Regions from separate parts of the Gossypium hirsutum genome. Here regions 2 and 3 are each linked to region 1. A link is a contact called in public Hi-C data. All regions are on one chromosome and are shown on one strand. Each heading gives the region's core, a stretch centred on a gene start, on an enhancer-like site or on the middle of the called end of the contact. The rest is flanking DNA. Distances are from core to core; before and after follow the strand shown.

Evidence for each region. Hi-C and Micro-C count contacts between places; a contact is called where the count stands out from the background.
Region 2: a contact with region 1 is called in a Hi-C map of leaf, with 1.8 times the contacts expected there. The contact joins the promoter of LOC107922244 here to the promoter of LOC107922466 in region 1. A contact is called at or near these places in 3 of 34 Hi-C or Micro-C datasets (all in leaf).
Region 3: a Hi-C map of leaf shows a contact between it and region 1, with 1.9 times the contacts expected there. The contact joins the promoter of LOC107922576 here to the promoter of LOC107922466 in region 1. A contact is called at or near these places in 3 of 34 Hi-C or Micro-C datasets (all in leaf).

Annotation. Positions count from the first base shown.
Region 1 is chrD01:55,030,155-55,033,910 of Gossypium_hirsutum_v2.1, forward strand. It overlaps LOC107922466 (myb-related protein 308), which reads right to left and starts at 1,814. Exons shown (of 2, transcript XM_016852515.2): 1 at 1,062-1,814; 2 at 238-955. The coding sequence starts at 1,324. The coding sequence ends at 424.
Region 2 is chrD01:55,708,327-55,712,082 of Gossypium_hirsutum_v2.1, forward strand. It overlaps LOC107922244 (aquaporin PIP2-7-like), which reads left to right and starts at 2,092. Exons shown (of 4, transcript NM_001327196.2): 1 at 2,092-2,489; 2 at 2,584-2,879; 3 at 2,966-3,106; 4 at 3,190-3,570. The coding sequence starts at 2,210. The coding sequence ends at 3,309.
Region 3 is chrD01:55,689,750-55,693,505 of Gossypium_hirsutum_v2.1, forward strand. It overlaps LOC107922576, which reads right to left and starts at 1,873. Exons shown (of 2, transcript XM_016852666.2): 1 at 1,576-1,873; 2 at 984-1,495. The coding sequence starts at 1,797. The coding sequence ends at 1,166. It overlaps LOC107922577 (SKP1-like protein 1A), which reads left to right. Exons shown (of 2, transcript XM_016852667.2): 2 at 1-304. The coding sequence ends at 101.

The DNA.
Region 1 (3,756 bases), core at 564-3,063:
TAAGAGAAGAATCTCCCTCCTTCCCTCACTGCTAATAAACATTAGATCATAACAGCAAATAAAGCCACCCTTCTGAAGATTTGGTCAATTCTTTTTATTGGAAAAGAGAGGTAAAAACAAATGTGTAAAGGGACACCTTCCATGTTCTCTTCAAAGTTGAAGTGATTTGCATTGAAAGAAGAAGAAGGTTTTATAACTCAATAAATGCATAAACACTCACCAACAACAATGATCATCTATTCTACTAATATATGCATATATAATGTGATATAATAATCATACAAATTAGAAATAAAAAAAGAGAAATGAAAGAGATTTTAAAACTAATAACAATGATCTCCTTGTCATTTCTCTCCAATATTTTTTTTCGGGGGGGGGGGGGAGTTGAACTACATAGTTAAAAATCCAAATTTTCACTCTTTATTATTTCATTTCCAAACTTCTATATTCCAAGATACCAGATTTCAAGCCTAAGAAATCATAACCACTGCTGTTGTTGCTGTTGCTGTGGCTACTGCTGCTGCTGCTGCTACCTGCAGCAGTAGTGATGGTGCTGCAAGTGCAATCTTTGCTGTTTTTAACTCCCAAGCTGCAAATAAAACAAAGAGTTCTTCCTCCAGTTTTGAATGACTCTGGTTGGGTTTGCTGGTAATAAGGAGGGCTAATTCTGAGGTCCAAATTCAAGTCTGGACACCTTTCTTGAACTGGGATTTTCTTTTCATCTTTGGTGATAAATCCAATAGGGTTATTATTACTGTTAGTATTAATCTTCTCTTTCTCTTCTTTGGCACCACTGAAAGATATTGTTGTTACATCCTGAGAAGCCTCATTGAGTGGCCTGTGAGTTGCTGGATCAATACCTCTGCTCAATAGCTTCCTTCTTATATGCGTGTTCCAGTAATTCTTTATCTCATTATCTGTTCTTCCTGGTAATCTCCCCGCTATAAGAGACCACCTATAAAATTCAAGGAATCCCCCATAAAAAACCAATCAAAATTTCAAACACCACACACTAACAAAGTTGAATATATAATCTATCTATATTTATATACAACACTTACTTGTTACCAAGAAGGCTGTGCAGCTTGATAATGAGCTCATCTTCTTCTTCAGTGAAATTGCCACGTTTAAGATCAGGTCTTAAGTAATTGATCCAACGAAGTCTACAACTTTTGCCACAGCGGAGAAGGCCAGCAGCTTTAGGGAGTGAACGCCAGCAACCTTCACCATGGGCTCGGATGTAAGCTATGAGGCGATCATCTTCTTCTTTAGTCCACGCACCTTTGTTCGTATGAGCTTTCTCACAACAAGGAGACCTTCCCATAATTCAGTAACACAAAGAAACCTTTTTCAACTTGTGGAAAATAGCAGCACTAGTAGCCTACGTTTGCAGTTTTTCAATACTATACACACTAGTATAAAATATAATATGATATGATATATATGTGTGTGTATATTATAATTAGAATCTAGGAGAAGCAGTAAGGGTGGAAAATGAAATGGAGGCCTTGTTTTTTGTGTTGCAGGAACATTGAGGCCGGCCCTTTGAGAGCACTTTAGATGCTTTTTTATATAGCCTTTTGACTATTACGCACACACACAACCAGAAAGAGAAAGAGCGCAGTGACCCTAATTTTAGCTTCTAGATGTGAGTTGGTGAGACAGGTTTGAGGGGAGTGGCTGGTAGCCTCTCTCTTGATGATATTAGCATCAATCATATATAATAAGTTAAAAGGGATATATATTAACTGTAGGTAACCTTTAGGTAGGTGTAAAGTAAGGTATTAAAGTATGGGTAGGACAAAGTGTGATCTCTGCTCTCTCCCACCCCATTCTTTTTCTATAATAGTTTTTTTTCCCTACCTTTGGCTCTTTGTCTAAACCTGTACTACTTTAGATTAATAATTTAGTTAGCTTTCATAATCTTTCCCCCAACTGAAATTAGACATGTACCAGAGTACATGTTCAACTTAAATATTTTATCATGTTGTTGGAACTAACATCCATCCTTACCAAAAGGTTTTCCGGATTTAAATCTCAATATATATCTATCTATCTATCACCCTTGTTTTTCTTTATTAACCGGTGTGATCTCTTTTATAATTGAAAAAGAATTAGAAAGAGAGTACTATGACTCAAAAGTCTGAATACTATAAGATTAAGGAACCTTAACTATAATAATAAGCTCCATTACAGAATTATTTTTGTGTAAATATATGACACTAAATGTTGTCCAGTTGACTAGTTTTGGTTTACAAGAAAAATCAAATCTTGAAGCTGGAAATATTTTTTATATGTTGGTAGGAAAACATATATATATATATATAAAAGGTTGCTATATTAGTGAAATGGAGTGGTGGATGGGATATATTAGTGAAGAAATCATGAAATAGGGATGGTAGTTGTGGATCTTTATTCTATTGGTATACCATCATCATGCAGGAGAGAGAAAGGGGGGGTTTCTAGAAGACTTGGAGGTTGGGGTTCAGGGGCAGGATGATGATGAAAGAAAAAGGGAGAATAGGGAAAAGATAAATACTCTAAAATAAGTCTAATATTATATGAGTGTGGTTGTGGTTGTCTTTGTTTGTGGGCTTTGGTTCACCTTCCACCTTCCACTTTCCTTTTTATTTCTTTTTGGTTCTTCCCCCCCAAACCTTGTGGTTTAAGTTTAGGCAACAAATGGGCAGCAGTGAGGTTAGGGATGGGAAAGGTTGATTCTTTTTTCACCCTTTTTGTTGTTTTCTTTCCCTCTCCAATTTGCATAATGATATTTGCCACCCACCACCACACATAACAAAACTCCCCTCCCCCCCTCTCTCTCTCATCGTGAAATTCAAGTGGATGGTAAGAGCTAAGGATGATGAGAACAAGTTGTTTTCGGACTGGGGGAGAGGGGGAGATTTCACCTACTTTTTTCACCTTTCTGACTGTCCTTGCAACGAGTCCAATTCCTGGCCTTACTTTGATGTTCAACTATATGGGGATGGGGAAGGGGGGGACAGACAGGGTCACCATTTAAGATTTTTATTTTTTTTCTACTTTTATTATCTTTATTTTTAACTAAAAACCCACCTAAGCTTATCCATTTTGTTTTGTTTCTCAACATTTGAACAAACAACAAATTGAATTTTACATCATAAGGGGAAAAAAGAAAATTAAGAATGGGCTAAAAAATGATGGATCAAAACATTTACCTACGCGCATTAATTGAATGGTGCCTAACCTGTTTCAATCAGACGGCGCACATCATGATCGCTATCAGTTAGGTTGGCTTTTTAACCAAGTCTTTTTCCTAACCCAAGCAATCCCAATCTCCCACACTGCACAACCACATGACCGACTGTCCTATGACTTTAAAAGATAAGACTCCTAAAAGAGAATTCAGAATTGTTTGATTATTAACAACCCCCCAAACAAAAGAGAATTTAAAAATAAAATAAAAAATTGATAGGGATTTTAATTTTATAACTACATGATTGGTTAAGGTCCTAAAAATGGGGTAAGGGGTTTAGGTTAAGGATTGCAATAATCAGATTGTGGTGACCATCACAGCAGAACGTGGATATCATGTGCTTAGGTATTGAGTTTGAACAAAAACTTTATGAATAAGAAGAGCTGTCCAAAAAGTGGCTCTAGACCCTTACGTTACCTACCTACCTACCTTTTGGCTGCCCCCACCATGTGGGACTCTTTTAACCTTAGTGGAAGATCTGTTTCAGATATCCAAACTTCACACCTTACCACAATTTCCCT
Region 2 (3,756 bases), core at 842-3,341, 680 kb after region 1:
CCAAAGAAAGGAAGAAAAAGGGCTAAAATGGAAGCTAGTTAAAGTTTTATAGTGTTTTATTTTCTTCACACACCTTTAACAATTAATTATAATATTTACAATGGTAGTAATATTTTATCAAATTATTGATTTTATATACAAATATTTTAAAGTGATAAAAATATATTGTATTATTATTACAAAAATAATAAAATTTTAATTATTTTCAATTAAATTAATGTATGATTGATTCTTTATATTAATTCAATCAACAGTTCGAATAATAATAAAAATAAGGCTTATACCTTTTCAGTTTAGCCTTTAAATTATACTCATTTTCTCAATATGGTATCTAAATATTTTGTAGCCTCATTCTGGTATCTAAGCTGTCATTCCATTATAATTTTTAGTAAAAACAATTAGTAGTGTTAAAAAAAATGTTATACCCAATAAATGAGAACACATCACTTTCTTTTAAGCATGACAAAAATGTTCGAAATTAAAATATATAGTTTGTGGATCAAATCGTGATATAAGCCTAAAATAGTATACTGGACTAAATATAAATACTTTATTTTTGGGTTAATTATACCTAAATTTCGTAAATTATGACTTAGATTCTAAATTGATTTTTAAACCCGAAACATTAGTATCACTTCAATCAGATCATTTAGTTAGTTTCGACATTAAATGCTACCTTAAATTTAATGTGAAGTATACTTAAAATAAATGAATTATGGGCAATATATCATGGTGTACAAGTAGCTTGACATAGATGTTATTCTAAAGTTATTCTGGAGAGTGATAGCAAGGTAGCGGTTGATATGCTAAACGCAGATTCTGAGGATGTTATGATGGCTTCACTCATCCAAGGTATTAAAGTAGAAAGCTGATTGTATAGCAAAAACATGCCTTGAGAACCCTTTAGAGTTAGTCATTTTTTAGTTACTTTTGATTAATGTTAGGAAGATGTTATTAGATGATAAAGCTAGAAATCTTATGTAAGGACTAATAGGTCCTAAGTAGAGGTGCTCATGGGCCGGGCAGCCCAGCTCGGCCCGACGGCCCGCCCGAAATATGGAAGGGTTTGGGTAAAAATATAGACCCGAAATATGGACTTGGGCAAAAAAACGAGGCCCGATTAAAAAACGGGCCGAGCCTCGGGCACCACTTTTTTGGCCCGAGCCCGACCCGGCCCAAATATAATAAATATTTTTATTTTTAAATTTTTTTAATTTTTAAAATAAATTTTTGGTATTTATTTAAAAAACGGGCCGGGCCGAGCCAGGCCTGGGCTTATGAATTTTTCCCGGGCCGGGCATGGGTAAAATTCTAGGCTCATATTTCGGGCCGGGCCTGAGCCTAAGACTCGGGCCAAAATTTTTTCTGAGCCCGGTCCGAACCCGGCCCGGCCCATGAGCACCTCTAGTCCTAAGGTCACTAATGCTCTTCTTCTTCTATAAAAGAAAATAAGTGAATTAAATTGTGAACACGAGTGTACCTACTAAATGAACAAACTAGATCATTCGTGCTAAAAAAATTATCACCCTAAATTTATTCACATTATATTTTTAGAATATCATATTTAAATTGTTTAAGCGGTAAGTACACGTATATTAGCTCTAGATTAAAATAATTAAAAGAAATAAATGAATATTTTACAAATTCATTTGGGGAGTTAACCATTTAAAAATATTTGAAAAATTGGAAATAGTTTGATATAAATAACTGGAGAGAAAGGAAATGGTATGAGATGATGTGGCAACACAAAGGGAAGGGGATATGAAAGGGATATTGTAGGAAATTCAAGTAAAATTATGGAGAAATAAAAAAAGAGAGAAAAAAAGACAAGATATAACCGTGGCTTAGGTTGGATGCCAGGCTGACCCCTTTGAAACCCTACTTTTGAGATGATGATTACTTTTAGCCCTCACAGTCACATGGTCTCGCTGTACACCCTTTGGTCCCACCCTGACTGTCCCCTACCCCTTCTCAAACCCACCAAATAATATATTATTATTTAAGGAAAATGATTTCCCATAACCCAAATTATATTCCAACACTACCCTTGGCTTATCCGTAAATGCACCATTTGTGTTTCCCCTTGACACCAGTTTAAAAGGGAGTGATTTGAAGCTGCATTTAGTTGCACAAAGAAACAACATAGATATAATAAGCACCTCCCCGTAAGCAAACCACAAAGGAAAGCTTGGAGAGAGACCCAAAAACAATGTCTAAGGAAGTTAGTGAAGAAGGACAGGGTCGTAAGGACTATGTGGACCCTCCACCGGCACCTCTGATTGACATGGCTGAACTCAAGTCATGGTCTTTTTACAGAGCCCTCATAGCTGAGTTCATAGCCACTCTCCTCTTCCTCTATGTCACTGTTGCTACTGTAATTGGTCACAAGAAACAACAAGATGCATGTGATGGTGTTGGTCTCTTGGGTATTGCATGGGCTTTCGGTGGCATGATCTTTATCCTTGTTTACTGCACTGCCGGTATCTCAGGTAACACCAACACCACACCAAAACAAAACCCCTAACCCTAAAAACTAAATTGCTCTTTTGTTTGCTTGAAGTGTTTTGGTTGTTTTGGTTACAGGTGGACACATTAACCCTGCGGTGACTTTTGGGTTGTTTTTGGCCCGTAAAGTGTCTTTCATTAGGGCTGTGGCTTACATGGTGTCACAGTGCTTGGGTGCTATATGTGGAGTTGGGTTGGTTAAAGCTTTCATGAAGCATCCATACAACTCCCTTGGTGGTGGTGCAAACACCGTGGCTTCTGGCTACAACAAGGGAACTGCCTTGGGAGCTGAGATTATTGGAACTTTCGTACTTGTCTACACTGTTTTCTCAGCCACCGACCCCAAGAGAAGTGCCCGTGACTCCCACGTCCCTGTATGTAACATCTATATATGGATCGACTCCATGATTTTAAGCTGTTACCGTGTCTGATGGGATTTAAACTGTTGTTTTGGGTGTAGGTATTGGCTCCCCTTCCAATAGGGTTCGCAGTGTTCATGGTTCACTTGGCTACCATCCCCATCACCGGTACTGGTATTAACCCTGCAAGGAGTTTCGGTGCTGCTGTAATCTACAATAACGACAAAGCCTGGGATGAACACGTAAGTGTTCATGTACTATTAACATTTTACTGTCCTTTTTTGATCTTTGAAACTAAGACATGGTTTATATTTGTGATGGACAGTGGATTTTCTGGGTTGGTCCATTTGTTGGAGCACTTGCAGCAGCTATATATCATCAGTACATCCTTAGAGCAGCAGCTATCAAAGCTTTGGGATCCTTCCGCAGCAACCCCACCAACTAAAAAAAATCAACCCAAATAGCTTTGTCTCCACTTCACTCTTTTTCTATTTTCTCCATTTGTTCGTTTGTGTGTATGAGAAGATTATTATGAATGATGAATGATGATGACCCTTTCCTTTTTATCATTTTTCTCTATTTATAAATATTTAATCCTTCGTTGTTAGCTTTTGCTTCTCTCATGTATCACTGTTTTTTCACATTGTGTGCAGTGTAAATCTCTTTAAGAATTTAGATAATTGATTCCTTAGTGTCGTTTCTTAAAGGTAATATGTCTCATTCAAGACCTAACCTATTGTAAAAGACCTAAAATGACAAAATGGGTAAACAAATTTTCCCCATAATGGCCATTTGGAGTGAGTGGGATCATTCATTTCCCATAAATTAAGGGCCTTGTTTTGGAGTCATGTGAGGTACACATGAGTTAACTTTTTGTAACAACATATGATAG
Region 3 (3,756 bases), core at 623-3,122, 660 kb after region 1:
AGACACCCGAGGAGATTCGCAAGACCTTCAACATCAAGAACGATTTCACCCCCGAGGAAGAAGAGGAGGTTAGGAGGGAGAATCAATGGGCATTCGAGTGATAGGAAAGCCTTTAAATTTAATGTTGATATTATTATAGTTTCTATGCTTTTCTCGCTAGGTTTTCAAGTTGGGGAAAAAAATTAAGAACATTGGCTTTCTTTTGGCTTATTTTGTTATATGCATTAGTGTCTTCTATTCTAGAGGATATTTAATATGAACTTCTCCCCTCCTCTATTATCATAATATAATTAGAATTTCTTAATTTGCATTGCTATTCTTTAGTATTTTTGTTGTTTCTGATCATCTCACTTTTATTTAACTTCTACTTGGGAGAAGTGATGTGCAATGCATACATACATATTTACGATATATAATTGAACCAAATGCATATTTACATACATTATACAATCCGAGTTCTATGAATCATGTGTGCTCAAGTTTTTTTTTATTTTTGGGCAATCCTTTACCACCTTTAATGGAAGCGTAGAAATCCTATTTTAGGGAGATTCAGTTTAAGGGTATATTTAGCCTGACTATTCAAAAGCCTTTTGACAGCAAAGCAGCTTTAGAATGTGCTTTTCAACCAAGAAAATGACTGATCGGTGTTTTCCAAAAGGACCTTACAATGCTAAACTAGCTCCAGATTGAAAGATAAGTAAATTTACCTCTCATGGGACCTACTGGCCCTAATCTGTAACTTCAAATGGTTTTACAGTGTTTCATTGGTTGGATTTACAATATTGTACTTGCATGTATAAAAAGTTATGAAATTAATAGCAGCTAAATCTAATCCTCCCCATGTTTTCAAGTATCTTGGTTTTAATGTAAGTCTTGCAAACATGCTTGATAGAGTTTTCATTTGATGATATGATTTTGCAGTTGTGAGTAATCCTCTCTTGAGTAAAAGCTTTGAAGAGTGCTTAAGAATATCCTCTCTCAAGTAACATTAAACTTGCATGTTTTTCTTCAACATTGTTCAAAACAGGAATAAACATTGATATCTCAATATACCCCATAAATTTAAAAAGCATCAGAACTGGTATTATTAGTTAATATGCCCTCTTAGGACATCATCTATCAATAAACATTAATAACTAAGTAATTAAAGGGTTTTTTGTTTGGTTTATGTCCATCGCATCTCTTCATACTTTATCTTGAGCAACTTTCTCTCTTCTTCCCACTTGTCTCTATCTTCATTATATTTTTCTTTCAAAGTGCTTTTAACTCTATCAAAATTCTCCTCCTTTTGCAGCAACTTTTTCTTGTACTTATCCTTGTATTTCCCTTTGGCTTTCATTGCTTCTTCCTCTTTGAACATCCTGCAAGTCTCACATGCAACTTGCACCTGCATGCTTCCCTCTTCACCTTCTTTTTCATTCTTCTTCGCTGTTGTCCTTATTTCTACTTCCTCCTTTTCTCTCATGCTGTTGTAATTTCCTCCCTCAATGGTACCCTGAAACAATACATTCAGGAATATCAGATCATGCATGCAAATTCAATCCACCATAATGATAATAATAATAAGGCACTTACGCTTTTGTTTAAAGATCTTAACTTCAAGTTGTGTAACAGAGTGGAGAAAAGAGCATAAATATCCTGGAGAAGGAGCTTGACCATGTAAACTACGAAATCATGCAATATCAATGCGACGAGCGTGGCAATAAAGTGCTGTTTATTACCATCTACAGCAAAGTAAAGCAAACACATTAACAAGGTTCGGTCGAGCCAAAACCAAGTCTTCTTTTCTGCATCCATCACTGAGATATCACTCTCCAAAGAACCCTCTATTCAAAGAATAAACACAAAATGGAATATCACAGCGTTTCGAACTGGACAGTGCGTTTGTTATTACATATATATATGTGAATAAAGTTAAAAGGGAATAAAAAGTTAACCCTAAACCTAGCTTGGAACTTACGATATTCCTTACAAGGTGACCTTAATTGAAGAGAAGCCAGAGGCTAACACCTAATGGTGGATTGGACCTTCGTGAAATGTTGGGTTTTCTAATTTCATTACTTTTCTTTCCTCTTTTAGGCCCAAATGTTCTCTCCCTCCATTTCTTTAACAACACCATCAACAAATTTAAAGGTTACAATAAAATTAGGGATTTAGTATTTACAATAAATAAAATTTAAGTGAAATAATTAATACCATTAGTGCTTCTTAACATGCTAATTAAGCTACTCTCACTTAATAGAAAAAATTTGATAAAAAATGATAATAAAAATTTTGAATAAAAAATAAAAAATAAAAAATACATAGACAAAATCCAAGTAGATAAATTAGTAGCAAAATTTGGCCATATTTAAACCTTATCTTTTAAAGCTTTCAATGGCCATTTGAAAAGACTAGTGTTCTAGTGCAACACCAAAATTGAGTTCAAACCCAAGTAACCTCTACTTCCTGCCGTTGTAAAAAAATAATTGAAGCAAATGTGAGTTCATAATATTTATGAAAAACAATGAAATATATAATTAAATATAATAGAGTTTAAAAACTTCAAAAGTGATAATTGAAAATCTAACATGCGATAGACATATGATCATTTTTTTAATTACGTTTGTGAAGCTATTCACAACATGGTTAAAACAAAATCTATACATTTCAATCACCCAAAAGAATGCCGTATATATTCTTATTGTTCAAGATTTGTCAAATCTCTAAAACTAAATTTTTTTAAAAAAAAATCATAAATTCGATTTAAAAATCAACCGAATGTGGAAGATAATAAACTAACAACTCATAATTTTATTATATACAAAAAATAAAAAAAAAAGGTGAATGAAGAAGACAACATGAAAACACAGAGCTTTTGGCTTATATCACCTTTTATTTTTTTATTCTTCTTTCTTTTTTCATCAATAAAACAAAAATGGCAGCTTCCATCAGAAAAATTTATACAATAAAACAGGATATCAGTATTCAGTAGTCATGTTCTGAAAACAATAAATTATAAACTCATTGCCAAAACAGAGTATTTGGGTCAGATTTTCACAAGCCTTTTAAAAATTATTATTTATTTTATGATTATGATTATATATGTTATATGTTGTATACATACAATTATCAGAGACTTGCTTTTGTAATTTAATATGTAGAGTATGGTGTTTGGTTTGCCATTTGCCAAGACAACTGTTGCCATCATTTTTGTTACTTTTTTTTTCTTTTTAGTCTTTAATGAATGATTTAAGGGACCACTAACTTCATTTCCACCATCTTTTTTTTAAGGGAAAGGGAACATTCCTGGTTTTTATATATATATTATTTAATTGCATTAAGCTTTTTTAAATTTATCAGTTTTTTTTTTATATGTAAACTGTACTTAAAATTAATGTTATATCAATGAAGTTAGTTTGTCATTCCAATAAGTCAATTAGATGTAAAACACAATTCAAATATGTATTTGTTGTATGAACAATTTGGATACGATGTGATAACGAAAACAAGTCATGTCAATAAGATTTATGAAAGCTATATATATACATACATATATATTAACATGATATATTCGAACTCTTTATGTAATAGGTACACATATGTTTATAATATGATTGACATGTAAATATGATTCATCTTAGATTTAAGTTGATATTTAGTGTCTAAACTAAACAGAATGAGCTAAGTGGTATAATTCTTATACTTTTAGAATTCAATTGGAGGATAGAGAATATTTTATGAATTAACTTTAGGTATATATTTTAAACTCACTTC